Linked DNA regions of Macaca mulatta: region 1 is linked to region 2. A link is a contact called in public Hi-C data. All regions are on one chromosome and are shown on one strand. Each heading gives the region's core, a stretch centred on a gene start, on an enhancer-like site or on the middle of the called end of the contact. The rest is flanking DNA. Distances are from core to core; before and after follow the strand shown. Region 1 holds the start of RNGTT (RNA guanylyltransferase and 5'-phosphatase). Region 2 holds the start of PNRC1 (proline rich nuclear receptor coactivator 1).

The links. Hi-C and Micro-C count contacts between places; a contact is called where the count stands out from the background.
Region 1: a Hi-C map of fetal cortical plate shows a contact between it and region 2, with 2.5 times the contacts expected there. The contact joins the promoter of RNGTT here to the promoter of PNRC1 in region 2. A contact is called at or near these places in 6 of 14 Hi-C or Micro-C datasets (blood, cortical neurons, fetal cortex germinal zone and 3 more).

The regions. Positions count from the first base shown.
Region 1 is chr4:97,010,913-97,017,730 of T2T-MMU8v2.0, forward strand. It overlaps RNGTT (RNA guanylyltransferase and 5'-phosphatase), which reads left to right and starts at 3,186. Exons shown (of 15, transcript XM_028847364.2): 1 at 3,186-3,459. The coding sequence starts at 3,396. It overlaps LOC144340317 (a long non-coding RNA gene), which reads right to left and starts at 3,049. Exons shown (of 4, transcript XR_013416298.1): 1 at 2,677-3,049.
Region 2 is chr4:96,902,795-96,909,050 of T2T-MMU8v2.0, forward strand. PNRC1 (proline rich nuclear receptor coactivator 1) reads right to left here and starts at 4,725. Exons shown (of 2, transcript NM_001266366.1): 1 at 4,140-4,725; 2 at 771-1,846. The coding sequence starts at 4,682. The coding sequence ends at 1,403.

The sequences.
Region 1 (6,818 bases), core at 1,936-4,435, 110 kb after region 2:
GAGGCCGAGATGGGCGGATCACGAGGTCAAGAGATCGAGACCATCCTGGCTAACACGGTGAAACCCTGTCTCTACTAAAAAATACAAAAAAAAAAAAACAACTAGCCAGGCGAGGTGGCGGGCGCCTGTAGTCCCAGCTACTCGGGAGGCTGAGGCAGAATGGCGTGAACCCGGGAGGTGGAGCTTGCAGTGAGCTGAGATCTGGCCACTGCACTCCAGCCTGGGCCACAGAGTGAGACTCCGTCTCAAAAAAAGAAAAAAAAAAAAAAAGTTAACTGCTGATGGGGTGAAGAAAAAAGGATGCCTGGGGGAAGAACCTCTTATTCTTATGCAAATGGTTCCTCTACCAGGGAGAGAAGCTTAATTACTGTCAGCCTTGGCCAGGAAAGGGGAAGATGCTGTGGACATGTGGCATTCTCCAGCCCCAGCTGGGAGGAGAGAAGGAGCTTGGAGCCACGGCTTGCCTGTCCTTCCCAAAAAATGAAGGCAAAGGCCACGGAAAGGCCCTTGACCCCGGGGAGGGTTGGGGGTGGGGGCACGGTTTCCCTACCCTCAGAAGTCCATGCATGAAAAGGCTTAGAAATGACAGAGAAGTTTTGAGTCCCCATGTCACTCACCACTTCTCAAGTCCCACATTGGGTGCCAAAGCTGTTGTAGGACTTTCTCCTTAGTTCAGCTAAGAGCTGGGTCCTTGCAACACGGCCATGAAATACTAGGCTTGCAGATGCCTTGAAGGGTGAGAATGGAATTTATTGGGCAAAAAGAAAAAAAGGGAAACAGAGACTCTCCCCAAAGCCAGAGTGCTTCCTGCCTGGGAGACTGAATCCCAGGTTCCACCAGGAAAACGAGGGGCCAGGTTCCTCCCCACTGCGAATGGCACAAATTTCCCAAGGTTCACCCCAGTGTGCATTCCTCCCAGTGCACAGGTCAGTAGGAGATTCTGCCAGGGAACCCTTCCCACCTGGCTGTCTTACCAGCACTTTGGCAGGCTGACGTTGGAGGACTGCTTGAGCCCAGGAATTTGAGATGAAAAAAGTATAAAAAAGTTAGTGGGGTGTGGTGGCCTGCACCTGTAGTCCCAGCTCCTTGGGGGCTGAGGCGAGAGGACTGCTTGAGCTTGAGGGGTTGAGGCTGCAGTGAAGCTGCCCGGATCATGCCCACTGCACTCCAGCCTGGGTGAGACAGTGAGACCCTGTCTGCAAAAACAAAAGATTTATCTACATAGCAAAGTGAAGAGGAAGGATTAATAAATACAAGTGTTTCTCAAGGAAATGTCTTAGGAAAAGGGAAGACAGATAAGATCTCTCTCTTTTGCCAAAAGAGAACGTTCAATCTTATTTTTTACATGTATACACTCTTCCTTAGGGGCAAAATGGATGTTTGATGAAAGATTCACCAACGACGAGAATCTACATCTGATAAAGAGGAGACGAAGACATATCTGAGAGTGTGAGTCAGGGGTTCCAGGAAGCGGGGGAGGAATCACGTTGGTCCATCTGTGTCTATTTTTCTTCTCACAGAGAAGAAAGAGACTTGGGCCTAGGAGCAATATGGCAGAAACACACATCAGGCAAGTCATTCCTGACAGGCAGAGAGAAACTGCCTACTCATCGGGATGCCACTCTCTTATTCTACTCTCTATTGTGGGCAAAAGGTAGCCCCAGGGTCCTCCCAATTCTGTGGCACTGAGTATGGAGAGGGCATAACTGGATAGCTGAGTAAAAATCCAGTGCACATTGCTGCCTTACAGCCAATAATAGTTGCTCACCAGTGGTATGAAGCCTCTGTGTGCCTAGAACTGAGCTACTGGGTAGATACAGTGTGTGTGGGAAGGGGAGTCTCCAAGGGGAGTCATCCCCAGAAGGGGAAGGTAAGATACTCTTCCAGGATCAGGCTCACCTTTCCCATCCTTGAAGGGGGCTGGGGATGGAAGGTTTTATTTTTTTACCATTTTGGGCATGGTACACACTCTATCAGCAGAAAAGGGAATTAATAGGAGATTATTTGGGTAGACTGATGGCCTTAAAACAAACTGGGTATTATCTTGTTCTGTCAGGGGAGGAGTTGACACTTTCACTAACAGTTCTGAGCAGACGCAACAGCAGGACAGACCAGAAGTGTGACCTAACTCAGGCTGCCTCAGAGAGATGGCTGTCAGACTGTCTCTACTGATGGGACTCTTACTGAGGGGGTCCAGGCATTCAAGGGGTTGAGTTTCCCAGAAAGTTCCCCATCGAAGCTTTAAAAATGTATTCCCTGCAGCCTTATGCTCTTGCAGTTCCAATACAGCATTGGTGTTTAAAGCCAAACTACTTTATAATTGATTTGCCATCATCCAGCTTTATATTTAACACTAATTTAATCTGGTAACAAAGGAAAGGCTCGTTAAAGGACGGCATTCATAAAATGCTTCCAAGCACCTCTGCTTAACTCGAAGGGAAAATAAAAGGGACTGTTTATTTGGTAGGCAGAGGAGAACACCGCCACGAAACGGTTCTCCACTGAGCAACTCCTGCCTTTGTCAATTATACACATTATTTAGTAACTTTTTTGGAGACATGGACCTTCTCAAACTCCCCAGTATGCTTTGAAACTTTGATAAAGAAATGTACAAACAAAACTCTAAGTGTTCTGGAATTAATTTCAGACGCTTCATAGATCCTCGTAAGTACTCACCGTAAGAAAAATTCCCCATTTCTGGTACTCCAATCTCACGCCCTTAGAATTCTCCTAAGACTTATTCCCTTGAACAACTTTCCCTAATACCAAATCAAACCTAGATCCAGCTGGGACGCCAAGCTTGCGCTGTGGTAACGCTCAGAAGGCCTCCTTCATCAGTAAAACAGATGCCTTAATGGAAGTGACGGGCAATCAACGCATGGAAAGGGGCTTGGCTTCCCTCTTTTTTGGGTTTCTCTAGGTTGTCTAGATTGGAAAAAAATACACGCTTCGTCCTGCGGAGTTCGGTACAAACGCAATTGCACATATGCAAAGGCAAACCAGGAGCGCAAGTGCGCGTCCGGGGACCGCGACCGGGAGGGGCGGGGCCGAGCGGGGCGAGAGACGGACCGCTCCTCCCATTCGTCGCCGCCTTAACTCTTTGCTATCCTTCCGCAGAGCTTCCTCTTCTTTCCCTCTGACCTCGGAAAGAAGGGGGCGGGGCCTTCGGGGGCGGAAGTTGCAGTGCATTGTGGGTTCGCCTGGAGCGGTGGAGTTGATCCTGAATGAAAGTGGCGCGCTGCCCCTGACGTTACCCGGATTTGAGCGGCTGGAATTCGGATTACTGCTGCGATTCGGGTGTCTCGGACCCCGGTGCGCACCGGACCACGGGGAGGCGGCTGCAAAGGCGCGGCGAACGTTGGTGAGGGAGGGCAGCTCTGCGCAGCCCCCAAGACATGGCTCACAACAAGATCCCGCCGCGGTGGCTGAACTGTCCCCGGCGCGGCCAGCCGGTGGCAGGTAACCTGGACTGGGGGGTATTCGAATCCCCACACTCCAGCGTGCCCGGGGGTGGGCCGACTGAGGAGCTCAGCTTTTGGTGGTTCTGTGCCCGTTAGTGGTATTTCAGGAGTGGGATATGCTCCATCTGATTACGCTTCGTGGACGAATGTTTGGGAACATGAACGGGAGGGGATGGTCGGCGGATGGGGGGCACTTGTCACTATTCCTGCCAGGCTAACTGTGCGAATGTGAAGGTAGACAGTAGGTTGGTGGCAGGAGGTGAGGATCCAGGAATACAGTGGGCGTACTTTGAGTCTTAGTAGTTTGTGAACCTTTTAGGGTTCAACCTTCCCCTCGAATTAGAAGGGATGAGTGTCAGTCTTGAGATGGAGGAGGATAAGGAGGGAAGGGGCGGTTCCCAGCGGTGAAATGGGGTCACATTGAGACTGGGAATCTGGAGGGTGTTTTTGTTAGTTTTTTGTTTTTATTTTTTTTTGTGAAACAGGGTCTCTCGCTGAGGCTGGCGATCCTCCCACCTCAGCCTCCCAAGTAGCCGGGACTACAGGCTCCTGCCATCGCACCCGGCTACTTTTTTTGTTTATTTAATATATATATACACATTTATAATATATATATTTGAGACATAGTCTCTCTCTGCCGCCCGGGCTGGAATGCAGTGGCGTGATCTCGGCTCCCTGCCTTAGCCTTCCAAGTAGGTGGGATTACAGGTGCGTGCCACAACACCTGGCTAATTTTTGTGTTTTTAGTAGAGACGGGGTTTCACCATGTTGGCCAGGCCGGTCTCCAACTCCTGTCCTCAAGTGATCCGCCCGCCTCGGCTTCCCAAAGTGCTGGGATTACAGCCGTGAGCCAGCACGCCCAGCCATAATTTTTTTGTTTATTTCTTGTGGAGACAGTTTCACTATGTTGCCGAGGCTGCTCTTGAACTCGTGGACTCAAGCGATGCTCCCACTTCGGCCTCCCAAAGTGTTGGGATTATAGGCGAGAGCCACCCTGCTTGGTCTGGTTTTTGTTTCTTTAAATCATTTTTCTTGTAGTTTTTTTATCTTTATTGAGCTTGAATACAATAGGCTTTAAAGTGTACAGTTTGATAAATTTTGACTATATATACACAAATACATCTCTTTCCTAGGAAACAACCATGAAACCATCACCCCTCAAAGTTTCCTCCTGTCCCTTTTTAAATCTCTTTGCCTGGCAACTGCTGATCTGCTTTCTGTAATTATAGTTTGCATTTTCTAGAAATTTTTAAATAATTGGAAACATATAGTGAGTACTCTGCTTGGGGTGGAAGGAAGTGTGTGTGGCTTTTTTCACTAAGCATAATTATTTTGATACTCATCCAGATTATGCATGTATCAATAGTTTATTCCTTTTTTATTGCAGTGTAGTAGTCCATTGTTCTGGGTATACCACAATTTGTTTACCTCTTCATCTATTGATGGTCATTTGGGTTGTTTCCAGTTTTTAGCTATTACAAATAAACCTGCTGTGAACATTTATGTACAAGTCATTGTATGGACATATACTTTCATTCCTTTTGTGTAAATCTCTAGGAGAGGAATGGCTGCATCATATAATAGGTGTATGTTTTAAGAATTTTAAGAAACTGCCAACCTGTTTTCCAAAGCGGTAACACTTGATAGCCCCACCATCAATGTATTATACAGAATAAATTCAAAGGACTTAAAAACTCGCAAAAAATTTGGACACTTCACAAAATAAGATATATGAATAGCCAAAAAGCTATGATGGCGTGGTGGTGTGTGCCTGTAATCCCAGCTACTCGGGAGACTGAGGCAGGGGAATCACTTGAACCCGGGAGGCGGTGGTTGCAGTGAGCCGAGACTGCACCACTGCACTCCAGCCTGGGTGACAGAGTGAAACTCCATCTCAAAAAAAAGTAATTTGTACTTAATCGTGTAATTTATTAGTAAGGGTTCTCTACAGGGACAGAACTAATAGGATATATATATACACACACACGTAAAGGGGAGTTTATTAACTATTAACTCACACAATCACAAGGTCCCACAATAGGTTGTCAGCAAACTGAGGAGCAAGGAGAGCCAGTCTGAGTCCCAAAACTGAAGAACTTGGAATCCAGTGTTTGAGGGCAGGAAGCATCCTGTACAGGACAAAGATGTAGGCTGGGAGGCTAGGCCAGTCAAGTCTTTTCACATTTTTTTTCTGCCTGCTTTATATTCTAGCTGTGCTGACAGCTGATTAGATAGTGCCCACCCAGATTAAGGGTGGGTTTGCCTTTCCCAGCCCACTGACTCAAATGTTAATCTCCTTTGGCAACGCCCCCTACACCCAGAATCAATACTTTGCATCCTTCAATTCAATCAAGTTGACACTCAGTATTAACCATCACAGTAATTTCTTTGATATTTTGCATATTGAGGAAAATGTTATGGCAGTTCAAACTTATATGTTGCAAATATTAGGATTCACTTTACTAGTACTAGAAGTTCATAATTTTCCTGAATCAGAAAGAAAATGGTACTAACTACATATAATATGTTCTCCTGTGAAGTCACCTTCTCTAATGAAACCAGACTTGCAATGAGAGAGAGCTCTTGGAGACAGGGCCAAGCTTTATTTTCTGGAGAATTGTTTTTTCCTCCTTCTGAGTTAATAGATTTCAGGTGAATACTTGGAAGAAAACAAACTTATAATTTCTTTCCCTTTTTCCTTTTTTTTCCTTTTTTTTTTGAGACAGGGTCTTGCTCTGTCACCCAGGCTGGAGTGCAGTGGCGAGATCTTGGTTCATTGCAACCTTTTCCTCCCAGGTTCAGGCTATTCTTCTGCCTCAGTCTCCTGAGTAGCTGGGACTACAGCTGTGCACCACCGTGCCCAGCTAATTTTTGTATTTTTAGTAGAGATGGGGTTTCACCATGTTGGCCACGCTGGTCTCCAACTGCTGACCTCAGGTGATCCACCTGCCTCGGCCTCCCAAAGTGTTGGCATTACAGGCATGAGCTACCGCACCCAGCCCTCCCTAGTTTCTTAAAGGTATATCATTCAACATAAAATTATTTCATACCTGCTATGTAAAGAGCTTACTAGGAACTGTGGGAATGTAAATATGAGACACAGCCAGGTGCATTGGCACATACTTGTGGTCCCAGGTACTGGGGATAGTGTGATGGTGATAGTGATGGTGATTTTGAAGTCATTTTATTTAGCAGATATTTAAATGTCTACTTTGTGCTAGTCCTGGGTGCTAGGGAGATGGCTAAGATATATTACCCTTAAAAAGCATAGTCTCATGGGAGTAGCAAACCATCCATTTTAAGCACAGTTCTGTTGTAAAAAATGTAGCAAAGACTATTGTAGTATACGATGGGAAT
Region 2 (6,256 bases), core at 3,475-5,974:
ATAAGCCCCCACACATTAAATTGCAGACATACTGCTCAAAATGACAAGAGCTGAGAAACGTTGGACAAGGAAAGAAGGGTAGTTGAGGTAGTAGGACTATTACATTGTGTAGGAATTTTTATAACCATATGCAAAAATGTGTTAACACCTGTGAACATGTCCCTTTCTAGAATCACAAACTGATTTGGGAGAGATGTCAGAACTCATTGTCGTCAGTCATGAGTATTAATATTTACAACACATTACTAACAAGTTAAAATTGGTGACTAAAACTTGGGGACATCTTCAAACTAAACTTCCAAATGAGCTTCCCATCCATTTGTGAGGAAGGTCTATCTGCATTTGTAAGGAAGGAATGGTGACTCATACAAAACATCAAATAGAAAGTTCCTTTTTATCTTCCATCTTCTTTACTTGACCTGATTGCTTAACATGCCACTCAAAATCTGTCTCCCTTACTTCCTCTTGCCTTTTTTTTTTTTGAGACTGTGTCTGTTACCCAGGCTGGAGTGGCCTGGTCCTACCTCACTGAAACCTCCACCTCTCAGGCTCAAGAGATCTTCCTGTCTCAGCCTCTATAGTCGTCCAGTACTATGCCCAAAAACCTCAATGCTGTTCCTGGTAAGAAAATGTAGATGATGGCCAGGCATGGCGGCTCACATTCAGCCAGTATGAGTAGAAGTTAAAAAAATCCAACCACACAAAATCATCTAGTCACACATTCAAACATGAGAAAGCCACACACAAAGAGTCAAGACTATTTTAAAAGGGGGGGCCAAATTATTATTATTTTAAAATTTGATTACAACCAATTTTGTTGGCATTAAAATTAGAGGCATTAAGCTGGAATGGATATATACCAAAACCAGAAATTGAGTTTGGCAAAAATGGGAATAGGAGTTGTTCAGTAATTTCAAATTAGAAATCAATTTAGAGAAACAAACCCCATGCTTACATTGATTGTGCCACAGATTTAAACTTCAGTAGTGCATTAGTAAACTGTTCACATTTAGATCTTCACCTTGAGATTTGACAGCTGTTTCTTGAAAAAAATCTCAGTACCTTGTGCAAATAAAATCGGTCTTCCATGTGCCTTAGCACACACTTAAAATTTCTCCATTGTATATATACAAAACACCTGCAATGTGGGCAGGGCAAAATACATACTTTCATAACAAAACTATAATATACCTCTCAAGTATGAACAATATACACATAATACATGGTATACAGTATTTACAAAATATAAAATATAATACAAGCTGTTTGTATGTAATTTTTTAAACTCATCTTTTGCAATTGTATGTTGCAACAAGGCAAATTTCCATTTCTGTACCAATTTTCTCAAGAGTCCAGGTGTATGGGAAAAATTATGTTTTACACACATACTGAAATCTGAAATCTAAGTTTGAACTTTCAGGAGCGTTTTTAAGTGTACTGCCATCAGCTCCCTGTTTTGGTTGGAATTTTCAACAGTGCTTCCCATCCAGTGACTAGGAGGCTTTGGAAGAACACTAGGAGAAGGTGGATCACTAAACTTTGCCCCAGCATAATTTTCCTTTTGGCTCACTTCAGTTAGAAATGCTGATTTCTTCAAATGCGAATTTTTAATGTTCTCGGTATTTTTAAAAGGCTTTTTTTCCTGCTTCTGAATTCTGTCAGATGAAACAGAATCCTGCCAAAAGCTGTTTTCATTTCTTTTTGCAGAGGTGATCTTGGTTAGTGGCAAGTTATATTTGCTTTTCTGTCTGTTTATCTTTGGTTGCTCATACAAGTGTATACCATGAACAAGCTGGCCGTGGGGAAGGGCAATTTTCTCCGATTTTCCCATCTTTGATTTTAAAACCTACAAAGACAAGAACACAAAAGTAAATATAGTTTCTAGATAAAAATCAGTTATGAACCTCGTATCACATATCTAGTTTTGTTGTGTTTAAGTTTGCCCACAGCCATAGAAAAGAACAAAATTATGTTCTTCGTAGCAATACATATGTAGTTGGGGGCCATTACCCTAAACGAATTAATGCAGAAACAGAAAAACAAATATCACAAGTTCTCACTCGTAAGTGAATTTGGGAGCTAAACATTGGGTACAACATGGATATAAAATGGGGAACAACAACAGACACTAGGCACTACTAGAAGGGGAGGGGACCTATTGGGTACTATGCTCACTACCTGGAATGGGATCATTCATACTCCAAACCTCAGCATTACGAAATATACCCATGTAACAAACCTGCTCAAGTACCTCCTGGATAAATAAAATAAGAGCTGCAATTACAAAAACTTTAATTGGGCAGGGTGGCTCACGCCTGTAATCCCAGCACTTTGGGAGGTCAAGGCAAGTGGATCGCTTGAGCTCACGGAGTTCGAGACCAGCCTGGGCAACATAGCAAAACCCCATGTCTACTACAAATATAAAAATAAGCCCGGCGTGGTAGCACGTGCCTTGGGAGGCTGGCTGAGGCGGGATCCCTTGAGCCTGGGATGGGGAGGCTGCAGTGAGCAGAGATCCATCGTGCCACTCCATTCCAGCCTGGAGTGCGATAGAGACAGACCCTGTCTCAAGAAAAAAAACAAAAAAAACTTGACTTTTCCCTTGACTTTTAAGTTCACTCTTGTTTGCCACTAAAAATGCAGTTAATCACCACTGCTAGTTACCAGTATGCAACGTGAACCAGTTCTAAAATGTCAAACAAAAAAAATCTGAAATAACCCAAGCCGACCTTTCTACAACTTTAAGTTAGACTAATGAGCTCTCTTCCAAATATCAGTGCCAGAAACAATGTTTGCTGTGTACCCCCCACTTCCTGGTTTAGTAACTGTTTCAAGAACGCTGCTTCACTGATCTTAATCTTTCCTAACTTAGGTGGGCCTTATAGGAGTCTTGACCAGATGGAAAATCATAACGTAATCCACTAGATCACTGCACTACCAACGCTTGTAACACGGTAGTAAGCACGACACGACACGAAAGTAGAGCACAACTTTCCACGTCTGTAGGTTCACTGCCAGAGCTCCCTGGTTAGTAGCTGTTCTAGAAAACAGGCCAGGAAACAAGCACAAAAGCTTTTAGGTAATCACGGATATTTCAAAAGTCGTGTAATTTTAAAAGGTGGGAGACATTGAGAAGATAGGTTAAACACGGTGGGCAAATTTAGTAATTTTTTCCCAAGGGCACAGACAAACTGCAAATCTCTAATTCAATGCAACATTCTTCACTAAATAGCGGGAACTTTTTCATTTCATTATTTCGAAAAGAGTCACTGAACTTAAGTCCATCAAACGTTATTTTGACAAGACTTTGAAATCATTTCGTAGACTTAATCCCATTTAAACTTCTATCCATTTTATTCTAATCCAATAGCACTGCAATCAGCAGTCGCTAACTCTTCTGAAAACTTCTTCTGGACACACTAACACGAAGTACACAGTGGCAACGGTAATAAAATCAGTTTTGTGCGGCTCCTGCCAACTCCGAACTTAGAAGAAACCATTAAGTAGGTCAAGCCCGCGGCGGGCAGAGCCCCAGCTGGACTGCGCGTCCCACACGGGGCACCTCATATTTCGGCACAACTCCAAACGAAACCGAGCTGCTCAGAGCCCACTCCACCCCCCACGGCGGGACGTCAGAATCCGTCTCCGCGTTTCACCGATTAGGACTGGGGCTCTCGACAGCCGGGAGGCCGATAGCGGGGCCCCGTCCTTCCCTGGCCGCCCACACCCGGCCTCGCCTCCTTCATGGGCGCCGTAGCGCCGGGCACGTAGCGCGCGCTGACGTCAGCCCTCCCGGGGGCCCCGTCCCTGCCCCCACACCGCCGCGCGCCCGGAACGCCGAAACCCCCTGGAACGCCGCCAGCCTTCTAAATCGGGGCTGTTGCTGGGGCGCAGCGGCGCTTCTCATTGGCCGACTCCTGGGAGCCAATCAGAAGCACCAGCGCATGCCTCCCCTTCCCCCTTCTTCCCCCAAAGCAAGAATGGAGAGGGCGTCACGGAAACTTCCCTCCCGAGTAAACAGCCGCCCCCCCACCCCGCCCCCACCCGTCCGACCCCCCCGGTGCAGGACCTGCAGCCCCAGAGCTCAGCCGCGACCGTCTAAGGGCCCGACTCCCCAAAGGCCCGCTGGCAGCCCTTACTTCTTTCCTGAGCGGGGTTTGGCCGGGAGCCGCGGGCCGCAACGGGGCAAGGTCGGGGCTGGCTCCCTCCGTGCGGGTTGCGGCTGCAGGACTCGGGGCCAAGGCGGCGGCCGGGCCCGGAACCTCCTGCGCTGCTCCGCTCGGGCCGGTCGCCGGGCTCCGGCCGCCCTCCAGACTCGGCCGGTGCTGCTGGTACTGGTGGAAGCGGCTGGGCAGCTGCCCTGCGGGGCTGGCCCGCACCTTCTTCTTTCGCCGCTTCTTCGGCGCTGCCCGAGGGGTGCCTCCCGCCACGGCGAGGCTGCGGTTGGGCAGAGCTGCTGGAGCGCGAGGCTGCGGAGTCAGACACGGGCCATCTCCCCCTAAGAAGTGAGGGAGGAAGAGGGTCGGGGGCAGTGCCCGGGGGTCCGGGATCCGGGGTAAAGGAGGCGGAGCCGTGGTCACCATCGGGAGGGCCCCGAAGTAACCGCGGGAGGAAAAGCCAAGCGGCGCAAGGCGGCCACCCAGGACGAGCGGCTCCCGCTGCGGGACGGAGACGACGGTCATAGCGCTAGGAAGCTTGTCGCTCAGCAACGAGGAGAGAAGGAGGTGAAGCCAGTGAAAATAGGGTGACGGCGATGGATGCTGCTAGGAGAGCCAGAGAAGATCGCGGAACATGACTCGGGCGGTGGCGGCGCAGCAACAAATAGCCACAGCCCCAGCTCCGAGTGTTGTTATCGGAAGCTCCGCCCCGCGCCCGCCCACTTCCCTGCGAAAGCCCAATCAGAGTGCGACAAGGCAGGCCACGCCCCCTCGCTCCGCCTCCGCCGCTTTGGGTAGACACACACAAACAACCAGCTTGCTGCAGCCTGGCACAAAGAGCGCGCACTGCGCAGGCGCTGCCAGGGAGCTCTTTCGGGAAGAGTCGGTCCCGGGAACAATGAAATTGGGTTTCCGCCCCACCCTCCTTACCCTCCCCAGCACGCCCCCGCGCTTCGCCCGGCTAGGGAGTGGTGGGATTGAAAGGTCCCGGCGGAGTTTGTTGATGGGGGTGGGGAAGGGAGGGGGCAGGGGGAGGGCGGCAGGAAGAACGGGGGCGGAGAAGAGGGGGACGACTCTGGCAAGGCCACGGTTGCCGCCTCCGCTGCTGACCTTGGGGAAGTATCCGTTTTATTTTCAGCCCAACATAACAGCGTTATCATTTTAAAATAAAGATTTCTAAGTACGCCGTAAGGATTTCTTCCCTAGCAATCGTGGAGAAAATCAGTCTACATTTAAATTATATCTACTGAAGTGTGGCTCACGATTCTTTCGTTTACTTGGTTCGGCATCGCTGCTTATTAGTCCCGGTGATCAGAGTAAAAATCAAAGCGACTTACTGATTGAATTAGTCCCTCAATGTATAAAAAGTTCTGCGTAAATCCATAAATGGAAGCTGGAGTTTTTACTGACTTCATAGTTGAAGGATTGTGAGACTTTGGGATCGCAACATTGTGCCTGGTTACTTGAGGAGGCGGCAATCCGGCTTGCATCTCAAAGGGAGAAAGTGAAACAGTTCTGCAATATACAGAGTATTTTGTTAGCTGCGTGTAGATAGAAATTTCTCATGATCTCCCCGCACTGCTCAACCACAGAAAAGAATTGTGGCCATAATTTATCAAGCATTTATGTTCCAGGAACTGTTATTTACATAAATTGTCTCACTTTAACCTCACAACAACTCTTATGAATAGGTACTAAGAAAAATAGATCAGACCTCAGCTCTGCGAAGTAGGCAGGCTGTCATTCTATTCATTTCACTACTAATGCCTGGGGCAATTGTTTAAAGGCATTTTGTTCCTGTTTAGCTGCCTACGCATTATCTTTATGTTTCTGGAATTTAAGATAACAAAGAATGTATAGCTAGTCAATAGCCCATGATATTGTATGGTAAACATACACATTCATGGTAAACAATTTAGAAGCTGCCTCTTTTCCTTTAGAAACTTACTTGTAACTTGCTAATCCGAGTGTATATTCAGGGCAGCTTGAACCTGTGGTCCTGGGTTGCGGTCCTCAAGCTTGGCCTAATTTTGCCTCAGCTTCTTTTTAGAGGGACACTACTATATTTTATCCCCATTTTACAGCTGGGGAAACAGGCT